2 separate regions of the Zea mays genome follow, and region 2 is linked to region 1. The links are chromatin contacts, called in public Hi-C maps. All regions are on one chromosome and are shown on one strand. The core of a region is the stretch at or near the end of the contact, and the rest is flanking DNA. Distances in the headings are between cores, read along the strand shown. Region 1 holds the start of LOC103643835 (protein UPSTREAM OF FLC). Region 2 holds the start of LOC100282158.

What was found. A called contact is a pair of places that touch in the nucleus more often than the background predicts.
Region 2: a Hi-C map of tassel shows a contact between it and region 1, with 1.8 times the contacts expected there. The contact joins the promoter of LOC100282158 here to the promoter of LOC103643835 in region 1. A contact is called at or near these places in 2 of 25 Hi-C or Micro-C datasets (ear and tassel).

The regions. Positions count from the first base shown.
Region 1 is chr1:269,203,164-269,206,652 of Zm-B73-REFERENCE-NAM-5.0, forward strand. It overlaps LOC103643835 (protein UPSTREAM OF FLC), which reads right to left and starts at 1,748. Exons shown (of 7, transcript XR_561334.2): 1 at 854-1,748; 2 at 436-768; 3 at 244-313; 4 at 45-160.
Region 2 is chr1:269,852,921-269,856,409 of Zm-B73-REFERENCE-NAM-5.0, forward strand. It overlaps LOC100282158, which reads right to left and starts at 1,705. Exons shown (of 3, transcript NM_001155070.2): 1 at 1,445-1,705; 2 at 1,170-1,293. The coding sequence starts at 1,602. It overlaps LOC103643844 (chloride channel protein CLC-d), which reads right to left. Exons shown (of 23, transcript XM_008667011.3): 23 at 2,696-3,182. The coding sequence ends at 3,150. It also overlaps the pseudogene LOC111590659.

The DNA of each region.
Region 1 (3,489 bases), core at 498-2,997:
GGGTGGGGGGAATGCGAATTCAGAAGGGGAAGAGAAATGCTCACCCGAAGGGGATTGGTCCACGAGCTCGGAGCCCTTGAGCACGTACTCGCCGTCGGTTGCCGGGAGGACGAGGTCGTCCTCCGAAAGGTCGTGCCACACGAACCCGTTCTTGTAGCTCCTGAAACCATCGACTGATCGATCAACGCCGGGGAAAAAAACAGGTCAGGAAAATGTCACGGACAAGGAGCAGTGTCGCATTACCTCTTGCAGGACCACGAGTACATCGCGGCCATGCCCTTGCCGCGCACCATGTTCAGGTGATTAATCACATCTGAAGCCCGCCCGCCCGCCGCCACCCCGGGAAAAAGAGCAGAAAATAAGCCATCGTCGGTAGACGAGCACCCGCGGAGAAAACTGGAATTTGGATACGAGGACGCGCATCCGCTAGCTTACCTCTGAGATAGAGCCCCTCCGGCGAGGCCAGCGGCACCTCGACGAAGTGCGGGTGCTCGAGGTGGCGGCTCCGGGTGAGGTAGTACACCACCGGCACCTTCCGCGCCGCCGGCCTCCGGCGCTCGGGGCTCCGCGGCCGCCGCCCCCGGCTCTCCATCCTCGCCCAACCTGAGTTTCACACGCTCCTCCCCCTCCTAGGAAGAAACTGAAGTCGCGTCAGCAGCAGGAGAGAATCCGGAAAACCCGCGGCTGGCTGGCTGGCTTGTGGCTGCCCCTGCTGCCCTTCAGTTACATCACATCAGACGACGGCGGCACAAAATGCAAGCCTGGCAACTTCCCAATTTCCCATCGAGTAATTAAATAATATAAACAAGACAAGGACAGGGGACGAGTCTGCAGCGGAGTGAGGGAGGGGTACCTCGAGCTCCAAGTCGAGATTAGCGGGCGGGCGCCTCCAGACCCTGCATTCGCCGGCGGCGCCGAGACTGGACCTCGCTGGTGCCGGCAACCAGATCAGAATCGGGACGAGAAGAGAGAGAGAGAGTCGGCTGGGCACGGGGCAAGGCGCGGCGCGCGGTCCTTTTCGAGGTCACTGGCGCGGGCACATGAGGGGGCGGGGCACCGGGGAACTGATCCCAAACTTTCCTCTCATATCTTTGGCGCTGCTGCAGCGGGGGAGCGGGCGATGTGACCACAGCAAGGGCCAAACGGGCGCGTACAAACAAAAACCCCTCGGTTGGAGCTTTCCCCCCGGCCGGTGACGGCGCGGGAGTGGAGTGGAGTGGAGGGGAGGGGGCGTGGGATGGGAGGCAGGCGCGGACACGCGGGTGCGTCCAAGCCTCAACAGGGTCGGTTTACAGCGAGGCGTGGCGTGGCCGCGTGGGGAGGAGCACGACGAGAGGGAAAGCAGCGGGACGAGACGAGCTCAACAAGGCAATGGCTGCATTGAATCGGGGCGGGGCGGGCCTGCAGAACGGGAGCCTTTTCGGGCGAGCAGAAGCAGGCAAGGGAATGACTTTTTCCCTCGTCCTCTCGACGGCGAGTCTGCGGCGGCCTGCGCCTGGTGCGCGTCAGGTTAATGGCGGGGAAGGGAAAAGGGGTAGAGAGCACGGGCCAGCAGGGGCGCAGCCAGGAGCTCGAGGTCAAACGGCAGTATGTATGGCGCAGGGGAATAAAGCAGCGGGTACTGGGACTGGGACTGCGGATGCGGGCGACGGGAAGAGAACAGGAGGGGAGCCGGTGGCATTGATTGCGCTTGCGCCCGTCGCGCCAATGCCTGCCTAGCCGCGGAGCGCGGAGGCCGGAGACGGCTCGGCGGTCATTGGCGGAAAGTGCAAGCACCGGGTGGGTTAATCATGGACCTCCCTCCCTCCCATTGCGGTGTGGAGACGTGGATTGGTTCGTTGGCGTCCGGTAGCGGCACGCACGGGACAGAGGAGACACACCCCTCTTGACGAGACTTGACCCTTCTACTACCAAACAGAGAAATAGCCATGACCCTATCCCTCCGGGTGCAACAACCAGCTGAAAGATTGTTTTATCCTGGAGTACCTATCAAACAGAAAAGAAAAAAAAAAGGCAAACACAGTCCACGGCTCCCCGCTCCAAGCAAACAAAAGAAATCAGAGCCTGTCCTCACCGCATCTCAGGCTGACCTTGTGGCGCGCCGAGCTGCCCTGCGCCTGCGTCTAGGCTTAGTGTGGTGCCGCCGATGCCGCCCGAGCCGGCCCGGAAGACCCCTCTGACGGTGAAAAGGGCTGGCGTGGTAAATCATTGTAGAGCGCCGTGTACGAAAAGCTTCCAGCTTTATGATACAACAGCTTTTATGCGTGCCGAATGTCCTACGGAGTCACTAGCCAAGCGTTTAGTTGTCCGCACAATGAGAGCCAAGACTTATATGCATTGACCATGATCTAAAGTAGCGTGTTTGATTCGATGCATCTAAGAGGCTGACCGTGCAAGAACTAATGTAGCATAGGCTTATTTGACTGTACCTGCACATACGCATGAAACGGTCGTATCTGGTGGACAAGGCTTGCACGAGCCTAGCTGTACGCGCACAACCATCCAACCACGTAATCCAATCACGCAGTATAGGGACGTTTCCGAGACCATGAATCAGTTTTACAAGGATAAGAGTACAAGAGATAGTTAAAGAACTGTACAATATAATTCTATTTCTTTAAGTTATGTACAAATAATTATTTGGAAATGGACACTTTTCAAAAAAAAAAAAAAAAAACTAGAAACTCCACGTTAAATGGGTTTGTACATACCTTAGGGCTGATTTGGTGATTAGGGATCCCAAGGGGAACCATGGGGGAGAAATTCCCTTGTAGTTCAATTTTGAATAGCAAGAGGATTTCTTCTTCTCGGGATCCCGGGTCACCAAATCAGTCCTTAAGGATATGTACAAACTAGAGATCTCGGTTAGTTTTCTAAGTATAGGCATGCTAATGGCAAAAAAATCCAATCCACTTCCATCCATACCTAAATATAATAACTTTGATATCCATCTCACATCCACTCTAAAATATAAGAATAAAATTAAACCCAATACCCAATAATATTATTGACCCCAAACCAACCTGTAATTGGGTGGAAACCTAGTGGGTTCAGCTTATTGTCTCACATCAAGCCAACTGCATACACATACACTGATACACAGTGACAAATTTATGGGTAGTTTCAATGACGTACAAAAAATATAGTCCACGACATAAAAACAGTGACAATAATATTATACACTAATACAAAAACAAGTTTGGTCGATGAACATATAGGTCTCCAGAAAATAACAAAAAACATCGGTTAAAGATCCTTAATGAACAATTATCTTTTTGGCAGGAAATATAAACTAGCAGCAATGAAAAGAGTCTCTAATCAAGCTCGAAGCTACCAACAGTGGAAAGGCACATCTATGTAACATCAGAAGCCCACCGAACGACACATAAATCTCCATGGAAGTGAAAAGAAAATAACCATGTGTCTGCTAGCCGTGCCGGGCCGGCCCGGTAGCGCGCTGGCCCATCTGAGTATATTGTATAATTTAAC
Region 2 (3,489 bases), core at 455-2,954, 650 kb after region 1:
ATCAGAGCGGATCTACTTGTACATGAATTACTGGTGCCTACAGGATCTCCATGAACACGCTAAGGCATACTGCTAAAATTGCTGGGGAATGTAAAGGTGTTATGACCGGCTTCACCAATAACGCGTCAGGGCCACGCCAATTGCTGGGCCACGTGGACAGTTAGGGACGAACGGTCGTCCAACAGAATGAGCAAAGCCTAAGGCCTCTAGGGCCTATGACAGTCCAGACTTCGGGGTGCTCTTAGACTCTCATATGTAAATACCATACTACATTGCAACGGTATACCAATTATATTTGATGCTATAGTGCAAGCAGTTGTACGACCCAAGGGTCCAGTGACAAGCCACTGTGATAAACTCTCCTCATAAAAAATAAATTTAAAATTTGAAGTTAAAGTGGATCCTCCCCACAAAAAATAAACTTAAAATTAAAGTGGTCATATAACCCACATACCAGATATTAAACTGTAGATACTATATTTTCTCTTAGCCAAAAAGTCGAGAAAAGTATGAGTTTAAAAGGAGATCTGCCCCTTTTTTATAGCTTGTTTGGTCATTCGTTCTCCTTGGTACTATCCCTGGGCACTGCACAGCATGTGGCTTCATGTCATGTTAGACTTGGGTCTCACTTCTCATTTGGGAGTTAATGGCCTGTTTGTTAGGTAGGACATGGGGGAAAACAAATCTACTCTACGTGCTTCAAGCATGAAGCACGACGCACAAAACTCCTGATTTAAAGGAGTGGAGATATTTACCCTGTGATGGCCTTATAAACTACAGACATTAAAAAACAATCTTTAGCAAGCCTACAAGATTCTAGATTCAATTCAATAAATCACACCAGTTCATTAGGAGCTGCCATGTGATGTTTTGTTTGAAATTAGAAGATGTTTTATGATTACAGAACTCAGTAAATGACTAGGGATAAACCAGTTCATCCACAAACCACTAAACCAAAAGGCTAAAGAGATTAGAAACTCGGACACACGTCTTTTGCCCCAAGTTTCGTGCCCCTTGCTTAATGAAATCAGCCCCAATCACAGATTAAACTTGGTATGTAATCACTCTCGACTAAAAAAATTGAACGCCATTTAATAATATCCATCCAATGGAACCTTGGAACGCCCAAATCGCACAAAGAGAGAAACAAGATTAATTCGGATTAGTACCTTGCGAAGGGCTGTGGCGAGTTCGCCGCGTGTGAAGTTGGCGGCGGCGGCGGTTGAGAGCGGGATGGTGTTCCGGAACTGGTACAGGTGGAGGTTCTTCTGTATGAACTCCGTAAATTGCACCCTGCGCCAACAGAAACGGCCCCAATCAGAACCCCCAGAAACCCAGGCAGATCGAGATCAGATCGCACGACACACAAAAACCCAAAAAAAGCGAACGTGGAATCGATAGGCCGGCCTTTGAACGAACGGATCGGCGAGGGCAGAGAACCTACCGATCACCAGGCTCCCCTGAAGCGCCCATCAGCTTTTGCGAGTCGAGCACCATCACCTTGTCCTCGTCGGTCTTGTGGACGAGAATACTCTGCACGGCGGAGGTGTCGGCCGCCACCAGCGCGAAGTCGCGGCCAACCACGCCCAATACGCACTCCATTCCCGGGACTGGACTGGGTTCCTCGCTTGTGCTCTGATGTTGCGCGACGAGAGAGAAACGGGCGTAGGGGAACGAACCGGAAAGAGTTCACCGAGTTCGTCTTGGGGTAGAAGAAAGGGGCGTTCACACAATTTTCGGCGGGCCTGGTGTCCTTCGCAGCAGTGTGACGTGCTGGTTGGGCCTTCTTTTGCTCCAATTGCTACTACTACTAGCAAGGTGCCCTCGGTTTTCATTTATAAATATAAAGTACAAAAGATGCATGTATTGTTGGCTAGACAAGTTTGAATATTCAATTCCCTTATATGGTCACTCAAAACATTATTATTCACTCATATGGTTACTCAAAATATTGTTTTATATTATAATCTCTATTATTCGCAGAGTGAAGTTTAAATATGAGTATGTGGATCAATAAGCTGTTGAAGATAGCGTTAGAGCCAATAGCCATGATTTCATTTCTTATTTATATATAGTTTTAGTTATTTATCATTTAAATATAGAGAAGCATGACGATTATAGAACCATGAAAATTGATGCTTTATGTACAAGAGAAGGGTTGTGCGTAACCAGGCTTTTTTTCTGGTGAAATTGGAGTAAACCTGATTTTCTCAATGGTGCAGCCAAAGAGGGTTAGGGGTGTTTGAGACTGTTTCAGCTCCAAAAAAAATATATTGAATTTGGTGACACAGGTTAGTAGATGCTTAACAAATTATGGGGCTAGAGTTATAAACCTTCAAAATATATTTAGATAAGTTATTTTATTTATTATTTAAAATAAGAAATTAAAACTATTTAATAAATTTATATTATGAACTGCAGCTCCAAGAGCTGAAATCCAGGGCAATCCTAAACACCCCTATCATGACCCATTTCTCTCTCCTCTTAAAAAAGTTACCATGTCAAAGAAACTTATACATCTCTGTAACAGTCTGTTAAAGAAAAATAAAGTCACATTAGCCTTGGCATCGGGGCTGGCCGCTTCAGCTTCAGTTTTCCAATCACGTAAAAACGATCGAGACATGGGATCCGACCGAGATACCGGGATGGAATGTAGTCAATGGAAAATTCTAGCGATTTCAGCGGGAACCGGAAGTAATTATAGCCACGTATCATAGTTTCATGAGAGCACGCAAATCCTACATAGCTTTTGTCTTTACCATCGTATAACAAATATGTACTTATACATACAGTCTTCGAAATTTACCGTGGGATACATGGATGGTGTGTATGTATGGACGCCTTTGTAAGTTACAATCACCTAATCTAAACACACGGCACCGGGGAATCGCCTCCCTAGCCACTGCTGACGGAGCAAAAAATGATGCGCAACGCCAACATCCATGCGCAACAGTCGGCAGAATCCAAAACCATGCTGCATTATCCGCTCACTGCTGCTTCATCATTCATGTGAAGTATAATACCCATGGGCCATGTCCCAACATGCAGTGCAAGGTTAACTGCTAGCTATCAAAATTATTTTGACATACATGCTGCTACGTGTCTATTCAATAACTAGGTTGTCAAGAAGAGGACGTTCCAGATGTATATTACCCCCGAGCATTTTGCCGTTCAGCAAGCCCCTGCAGATAAAAAAAAAAATCTCAGTCCAAAATGTGGTTCTCTTAAATGGTCGCTGATTAAGACAGTACTGTACAGATGCAACCAGAATGTTTCATTGATTCACATCCTGCCTCCCAAGATTTCCTATCTAGCATGTCATGAGCATCTAACCAAAAATCTATGCAGATAGAATTTACTATAACCAATGCAATGTTAGGAGAGCTCCTAACAATGTTCACCAGGCAGGCACAATAGCAGCCCAGTAATTGAAACCTTGGTTTTGCAACAAATGCAATTAGAATATAAGTTACTTGTGACAATGTACAA